2 separate regions of the Mus musculus genome follow, and region 1 is linked to region 2. The links are chromatin contacts, called in public promoter capture Hi-C maps. All regions are on one chromosome and are shown on one strand. The core of a region is the stretch at or near the end of the contact, and the rest is flanking DNA. Distances in the headings are between cores, read along the strand shown. Region 1 holds the start of Rfesd (Rieske (Fe-S) domain containing). Region 2 holds the start of Med10 (mediator complex subunit 10).

Region 1 (4,456 bases), core at 674-3,173, 6.2 Mb after region 2:
GCTGTCTCCTGAGAGGCTCTGCCAGTGCCTGACAAATACAGAGGTGGATGCTCTCAACCAACCATTGGACTGAACACAGAGTCCTCAATGGAGGAGCTAGAGAAAGGACCCAAGGAGCTGAAGGGGTTTGCAGCCCCATAGGAGAAACAACAATATGAACCAACCAGTATCTCCAGAGCTCCCAGGGACTAAACCACCAACCAAAGAGTACACATGGAGGAACCCATGGCTCCAGCAGCATAAGTAACAGAGGACGGCCTTGTTGAACATCAATGGGAGGAGAGGCCCTTAGTCCTGTGCAGGCTCGATGCCCCAGTGTAGGGGAATGCCGGGGCTGGGAAGCAAGAGTAGGTGGGTTGGTGAACAGTGGGAGGGGGTTTTCAGAAGGTAAACCACGAAAGGGGATAACATTTGAAATTTAAATAAAGAAAATATCTAATAAAAAAGAAATCTCTTGAAGAACAAGAAGGAGAAGGAGAAGCAGCACTGATACTTTCCAGGGAAGCTAATGAACGTCACGTTGAGTTATGAATCCTGCTGCTGTAGTCTTCCTACTAGGAAAAAAATAATGCCTTGGCTCTCCCTCCAAAATCACTGTTTTTAAAGTGCTATAGTGCTGGAGAACATAATTTTTAATACAGTTTTTGACAAAAAAAAATAAAAATAAAAAATGTTCTGTTCTACCATTGTCTTTAAAAATAAAAACTGTTTTGTTGTTCGTAGATCCCTAAAATTAGATTTCTTAAAGTGAGAATTCCATATAAAACTATTTGTTTTAGATAAGTGGATGGCCCCGACAGTTTTAAACACCTTTCTAATGTAGATAATTCATTCAAGTATAAAGTCACTGAAGACAAAAGACATGAAATTAAAGGTACTCACACTCATGTGTCACTCCTCTTGAGCAATGACTCAGGGACTCTTAGAGTGGGGACCTGGCCCACAAATTATCACAGTGCTTATCTCCAGGGTGACACCCTGGCTTTTAGGCTCAGGGAAGGGAAATGCTTTAGTCAGTAGCAGTTTGATGATAATAAATACATTTGACTAGCTACATTTCACTACCGCTTGGACACTTTGCGTGTAAATGTTCATTACTCCTCACAAAATTAAATATCTGTAAGCTCATATGTTGCTTGGTGTAACTTTCGTGTCACTAGCAGCCAGCGATTTATAAAAGAAAAGAAACAAAAAACAAAAAACATGTGGCCTGAAAGAAAATCATCTTGAAAGTCACAAAAACCGTTCGGCAAAAACGTATAGAGAGTTTTATATTCGCAGTGCACACATGTATCGGAAAAGATGGTTCTGAATGTTTATGTAGGAATGCTAATGTACAAGATTGTCTTCACAAATATCTAAAGTAAAACACTTGCCCAATTTAATGAAGCCGTGCAGCTGAGCGAATTACTGCCAATGTCTGGTATTAAAGATGACAAGGCGTTTCACCAGCGTCTGAATCCCGGACTGCTTCCTAAGAGGCCTGTATCATAGGGTGTGCAGAGGACAACCACGTTAAGGCACCTCTACTCTATACAGCTGGGTGCAACCGCAGGAAGCGCAGCAAGGCTGGTAGCCACCCCCATGGCTTTAGCAGTTCTCAAACCAGTTTTATTTGCTAAGAAGACAGGCCGCAGCTGCTAGATTGAGCGGCGCTAGGGACAGCACGGCAACCAGCAGTCGTCCCGACGGCCATCCCAGGAGAATATTTGGGGTGCGTGGGACGTCAGAAGGATTCGCTTTCATAGTTTATGGCACAAGTGCGGAAAAGCCTATTTAAATGGCTGCAGGTCCCGGCTGTGGCCCAACTGTCAAGGCGAACAGTTCACTGAGGCTCTTGCCAATGCCAGTCCACGAGGGTCCAAACGCTCCCTGCTCAGACACCCGAGGACTCGGAACCGCTGCCAGCGGACGCAGGAAGTGCAGGCCCGGGCGGTGTCCGACCGGAAGCAGCAGCGTGCCAGAAATCTCCGCCCCGCTCCCCTCACCCAATTCCCGCACCGCGAGAACCTAACTTACTGTGCTGGGGTCCTCGCCCCGCCCTCAACACCCAGCTCCCGCAGCCCCTGCGTCCTGCGCCTGCGCGACGCGAGTTTGTGAGGAGGCGGGGCAGGGGTCACGTGCTAGGAAGTACTGGCTCCCCTCCCGTCCCTCCATCAGGCTGCTGTCCTGTTTGTGGAATTTTTCTAGCTCTTGTGGGATATGAGTAGGTGCATCATTTTCTTTCTCTTTTCTTTTTTCAAAGAACGATAATCGGACTCACTCTAAATTTATCCAAATTTTAAATGCACTCAGCAATCTCATCCCTAAGCGAAATAATACCTAGAACATGGGAAAACTTTACAGCCATATACTGTATACCCAAAGGTCCAATTCCATACACTACACCATACAGGCTCCCATGTGTAATATGCTCTCTTTAACACAAATAACTCATTGCTTGAGATACAAATAGGTTAAGTATTTGTGTATACCAAAGCTTTTAAAAATTACTAGATTTAAGGGGAGATGGTGTGTTTTCACTTTCAATTTCTCTTTCAGTGTTACATTAAGAGCAACACAATAAGAACTCCCCATACTTATGCTCAGAGGTGCAAGCTAAATGAGTCTTACTGGTTTGCAAGCATTCTCTGTAAACTGGCACGTGGCAAGCTCTTATAGAGCCCACAACCCGGGCTGAAGTTGATCACTTGAACCCAAGTGTTGGGCAGCACAGACACCCTGCTTTAAAAAAAGAAAAAAGAAAAAAGAGGCCAGCAAGATGATTCATGGAGTAAGGGTGCTTGTAAACGGGACAGCCTGAGTTGTAGCCCAGAGCTCATTTAATGATGTAGGAACTGACTTAACAAACTATGCTGTAGCATGCATGTCCCTGCTCACACAGAATAATAAGGATTTTTTAAAATTAATGATCCTTTGATTCAATAGCTCATAATCTTGGCTAGGCTTTAGATCTGCCTAGGAATTAAAACAAACAAAACCAAAAAACAATAACAAAGCAACTTTGCCCAGTATACCAGATCAATGAAGTAAAAATCTTAGAAAGGATTCAATATATATTTTTGTTTTTTAATTTCTGAAAGCTTTTCATTTTTTCCCTCCCAGAAAGACCAACTGCAATCAGAGGGAGTGAAAGGTCAAGATTTTATTCATAACAAAATCAGCTTAGAACTGGATCACTTGGCCCTTTCTCTTCTTGTCGCCTCACAATTCAAAATGCTCACATCTCTTAATAGCCAGCATCCTCTTAGATCTGCAGTTGGGCTCAATGCACTCCAGTCTCAGCACAATCTTCTTTGTAGAAGCCTTTTTGCGGAAAATAGGCTTAGTTTGTCCACCATAGTCACTTTGTTTCCTGTCATAACGCTGCTTACAAAGAATCCTTGTCCTTCTTGTACTGTGTCACCTTGTGGGGTTGGTCCTTTCCATATTTCTTACAGAATATCTGGTGGACCCTAGGCATGTTCATCATGTTCACAGGATCACTAACTTCCAAAATTATTACACTGTGAATCCAAAATTGGACGTTGAAATCTGTATTTAACATACTAACACAGTGATTTCAGTGCCCCAAAGGACTGGGGACCTGAGACTCAGGGGTCTTGTTCACTTATCCTGGTGTGTTGCATACATTTTTTTTCTTTCAAGACAAAGTTTTGCTGTGTTATCCAGGTTGATCTCAGACTTGTGAGCTCAAATGATTCTCTCAAATCACCCTCCAAGTTTTCTCAAGTCACAGCACTCACAGGTGTGTGCCATCATATCTGGCTTATCCAAATATTTACAAAATGAGCCCCAACAAGTAAAACACAGAGAAGTCCAGAATAATAGCTCAGTGTTAGTTTCCTTCATACTATTCTGTTCACTATATAGTTTTAGGATAACCAGTGATATTTTATAGAACAATGTTTGTCTTGGATAGGGGTTTACTGTTGTGAACAGACACTATGACCAAGACAACTCTTATAAAGAGCACCTAACTGCGGCTGGCTTACAGGTTCAGAGGTTCAGTCCATTATCATCAAGGCAGGAACATGGCAGTGTCTAGGCAGGCAAGGGCCTGGAGGAGCTGAGTGTTTTACATGTTCTTCTAAAGGTAGACAGGAGAAGACTGGCTTCTAACCAGCTATGACAAGGGTCTTAAAGGCCACACCTACAAAAACACACTTCCTCCAACAAGGCCACACCTACTCCAACAAGACCACACCTCCTAAGAGTGACACTCCCTGGGCCAATCATATTCAAACCACCACAATGTTCCTTTTCGTCATTGATCAAACACAGGGTAAGTATCACTTTAAAAAGTATTAAAGACTGAAATAATATTTGCTATATCTATAAGCAGTCTTGATTTCTAAAAATATTTATTTTATGGGTCTGTTTGTGTACCTGTATGTATATATACATATATATGTGACCCATAGGCATGTAGGCACCGTCAGAGGTCAGAAGAGGG
Region 2 (4,198 bases), core at 132-2,631:
GGATAGTGAGGTGGGGAGGTGCAACTTTAATCTGGGCCACACCTTCTGCTGGAAGCCTATATAAGGACATGGAAGAAGGAAGCTTTTGTTCTTTGCCTGCTTGCCCTTGCCTTGCTAGCACATCCATTCCTTCACTGACATTAAAGTCTGATTCTTTGGGATTCCAGTGTATACTGAAGACCAGCAAAGACCAGCTGAGACATCCAGTGTCACGGACTGAACTGAGCAACTACTGGATTCTTGGACTCTCTGTTCACTGCCATCCACCATTGGAATAGCTGGACGGCAGCCTATAAGTTATTCTAATAAATTCATATTACGTGTGCGCTCTCTCTCTCTCTCTCTCTCTCTCTCTCTCTCTCTCTAAGTTCTGTTAGTCTAACACAGAGAACCTGTATACATCCCTTGGCATCCCCATTCTCCCTATTTGTCTCTCTCACTTGTCCCCTTGTCTCTCCTTTCATGAAGGTTGAAAGACTTACTTATATTTCTTCTTTTTGTCCTTCAGGACTGGTTTTCATATCAAATTCACCACCCCTTTTAATTGAATTGTGAAATGTTCCTTTTCTAGCACTTAAAAGTGTCTGCAGAAGTTTGAAATAATTTGTTCTTTAATGTTTGATTAATTTAAAAAGTGAGTTGAAAAGTACCTAGGGCTTAGGTATTTCCTTCTTTCCTTCCTCCCTCCCTCCCTCCCTCCCTTTTTTCCTTCTCTCTTTCCTTCTTTCTTTTCTTTTTGAAAGTGATTGTTGTCTCCTGGCCAGTTTTAAAAAGCATGGCTCTATTTTGACTTTCCCACTTAAATACATTTTCTTATTATGTATTGTGTGTCTGTGTATGCCGTGTGTGGGCATACCTGTGACACAGTACCTGTCTGGAGGTCAGAGGGCAGCTTATAGAATTCTGTTCTCTCCTCCTGCCATGTAGGATTCTGGAGACCAAACTCAGGTTGTCGGGGTTAGCAGCAAGCGTCTTCACCCACTGAACCATTTCACTGGGCCCAGATAATTATCTTTTAAAGAAAATTGCTTACATCTCGCAAGCTTTCCAGATTATGAACATACAAGGTCCACTGTATCTAAATTCTTGTCCTTCAATCTAGCTTTCTTTACTTCCCTGATGAGACTTGTTTTTTCTTTACTGAGAAAAGCTAGGTACCAGCTAAGAGTTTTCATTTTTGCCCCTTTACACATGCCTTTGCTGTGTTTTCCAGGTTAACATTTCCCACACACACAGTTCAGAAGCTTCCAAGCGGGTTTTCCCTTCAAAGGCTTACCCCGTCTCTTGCCCCGCCCATAGCGCCCGGGCCCCGCCCCCAGGAGGCCCCGCCCCCGAGGAAACGGATGTGGGCTTCCGGAAGCCGGAAGCGGGCGAGCACTGTGGACCCGGAGTCGCTCGGAGCTGAGGCTAAGAGGCGGGCGGAGCCGGCGATGGCGGAGAAGTTTGACCATCTGGAGGAGCACCTGGAGAAGTTCGTGGAGAACATTCGGCAGCTCGGCATCATCGTCAGCGACTTCCAGCCCAGCAGCCAGGCGGGGCTGAGCCAGAAGCTGTGAGTGACGGCCCGGCAGGGCTCGGCGCGTCTGTGCGAAGCCCCTGCCCGCCGGCCTTGGGGACCCCACTGGGGCTCTAACGTTCATCCCGGGTCCCCGAGGGGAGGCCGGTTCTATCCTGACCGGACCTCACAGGGGAGGCGAGTTCCGTCCTGACCGGGGCGGACGGGCTCCATCCTGACCCCACTGGAGGCCGGTTCCACCCTGACTCCACTGGGAAGGAGGATCTGACCGCACAGGAGAGGAGGCTCAGTCATGACCCCGCTGGGATAGAGGTAGCTCTAGGTCCATCCTGGCCGGACGTGGAAGGCCGGTTCCACCCTGACCCCATAGGGGAGGAGGATCCCTCCTGACCCCACAGGGGAGGCTGGCACCACTCTGACCCTACAGGACAGTCTGGGACTACCCTGATGCCGTAAGGGGAGGTAGGCACCACGGACACTCCACCCCACCCCACCGCACTGGGGAGGTTGACTTCACACCTCAGGGGGGCCCTGAGCCACCTGCTGCATAGGCCTCGCTGTGGAAGAAGGCCACCACAGAGGGTTGATTTCTTGACAGTATCTTGTGTAGGCCTTGGAATGGCCTACAGGGAAACAACACAGTGTTCAGGAGAAGGCCTCACCGCTTATATATGGGACACTTTCCAGGGATCTGGAGTGGTTCTGGAGGGAGCCGAGGTTCAACCCACTAGGGATGGGCTTTTTCCTTGCTGACTGTGGGTACTGCACTTAAACTGGAGCCCACTTCTCCACGCTGTCTACCCTGAAACTCCATTCAGTGACATGCACTCCAGAAAGCTCTGCTCTCTCTTCACCTCCTTTCTGAGTTTAGAAGGGAAAAATTAAGCATCTGAACATATTTTGTAAGTCCAAAGGTGTCCCCAGAATCCCGTGGCAATTAAGGGTTCAGGTGTGTGCAGCATTAGGGAGGAAGAAGCCTGTTAAGGTAGCTAGCGCCAGTCTCCCGACTTCCCTCTGATCCCAGCCACTGAGCTGCCTTGGTGCTGGTGCTCCTGGGTTAGGAAGGTAACATGAAGGTACAGGCAGAGCAGACAGGTAGTCAGGTTCATCTGGGAGAAGGAAGCCAGCATAGCCCTAGCTGAGACACGGCCAGTCCTGCCTCTAGTGTCTGGACCTGGAAGCCGCCTCTCTGTGTTCCCACCCAGGGGAGACCCTTTTCTGGAATGAGAGACTGCCCAAGAAACCATCTCTACCCACAGTTCAGTCTCTTAAAGCTGGGTACAGGATTGTGTCTCACTTGGGATGTTTACTAAGGTATAGAGTTGTGGTCTTGCCCCTCAAGGAGGGCTTTGTGGGATGGGAACAAGCTGGCGCATTGCCTAGACCAGAGCCTGCTGTGACTGGCCTTGTTCTCTTATCCAGTTCCCGTGGCTATCTCATACCCAGCTGCCACCTCAGTTATCTGCCCCGGTGTCCTTGACCTTGGCCGTTTTAACCCTCAGGAATTGAAGCACAGTGGCCAGTGCCGTGTAGGGGTGTGCTGTGCTGTCCTCTGAACTAACCACGTACCCCACTCTGCCTTTTTCCCAGAAACTTTATTGTTACGGGCTTACAGGACATAGATAAATGCAGACAGCAGCTGCACGATATCACGGTGCCTCTGGAAGTTTTTGAGTAAGTATCACTGGGTCTCTCTGATTCTTGGTTAGCTGTGAGTGCCAGTGAGAGGGAGGGAGGCGAGGCCCAGGTGCCACAGGCAGGACCACCAGTCTTCTAGGGTTGTAGTAGGCTAATGGGGTTAAAAAAGGATAACTCTCTCTCCAGTGTTGTGTTGTTGAGAATAGTGTCACATGAAAATATAAAAACATGCTTCCGAGTTCAGTGGAGAAAGGCCTTCAGGCCACAGGAAAACCTCATAATTCTTAAGAGCTATACCTGGGTGTGATGGCATAAGCCTTTGATCTCAGCACTTGGGAGGCAGAGGCAGATGGATCTCTGACTTGGAGATAAGTTTGGCCTATAGAGAGTTCCAGGACAGCCCAGGCTAGACAGAGAAACCGTCTTGAAAAGCAACAAGAGGTGTGTGTGAAGTGTATTGTCTGTCTGTCTGTCTGCCTGCCTATCTATCTATCTATCTATCTATCTATCTATCTATCTATCTATCTATCTATCTATAGATATAAATATAGATATAGACACACACAAACGTGGAAAAATATTGTAGTCTGATCTTTGAGAAGCTTCCCGTGGTAAGCTGAGCCTGGAAGGTGGTCCGTCTTGTGTTGGAGGAAGATCTCAGTCCAGGTGGCTGTGGGGAGGCATCTTTCTACCAGAGTCTGTCACAGCAGAAGCTCAGAGGAAAGTGTTCTGCAAAATCCAAGGAGCTGGTGCCTTTAGCTTGTTCCCAAACAGGCCTTGATCGTATCATGGGAGAAATTTCCATGTTCCCACAACCTTGCTCTTGCACACTTGGAGAGCACGTGGACTTTCCAGAGCCAGGGTAATGTAAGCTCTTAGCAATTCAGCCCAGTGTTTTGCTCTGTGCAGCCACAGAGGTCACAGTCAACTTTTGAGCCTTAAACACCACAGCCTCCCTTGTGTTGAGGAGCCACCCGTTAACTTAACACACATGAATGATAAGCTTTTCGTGCTCTGTTGTTGCTTGGATTGCACTTACTTAAA

Evidence for each region. Promoter capture Hi-C pulls out the DNA fragments that hold promoters and counts their contacts.
Region 1: a promoter capture Hi-C map of pre-B cells shows a contact between it and region 2, with 11 times the contacts expected there. The contact joins the promoter of Rfesd here to the promoter of Med10 in region 2. A contact is called at or near these places in 1 of 39 promoter capture datasets (pre-B cells) and 1 of 484 Hi-C or Micro-C datasets (CD4 T cells).

The regions. Positions count from the first base shown.
Region 1 is chr13:76,016,639-76,021,094 of GRCm38.p6, forward strand. Rfesd (Rieske (Fe-S) domain containing) reads right to left here and starts at 1,924. Exons shown (of 4, transcript NM_178916.5): 1 at 883-1,924. It also overlaps the pseudogene Gm4165.
Region 2 is chr13:69,808,501-69,812,698 of GRCm38.p6, forward strand. It overlaps Med10 (mediator complex subunit 10), which reads left to right and starts at 1,382. Exons shown (of 4, transcript NM_138596.2): 1 at 1,382-1,552; 2 at 3,107-3,190. The coding sequence starts at 1,431.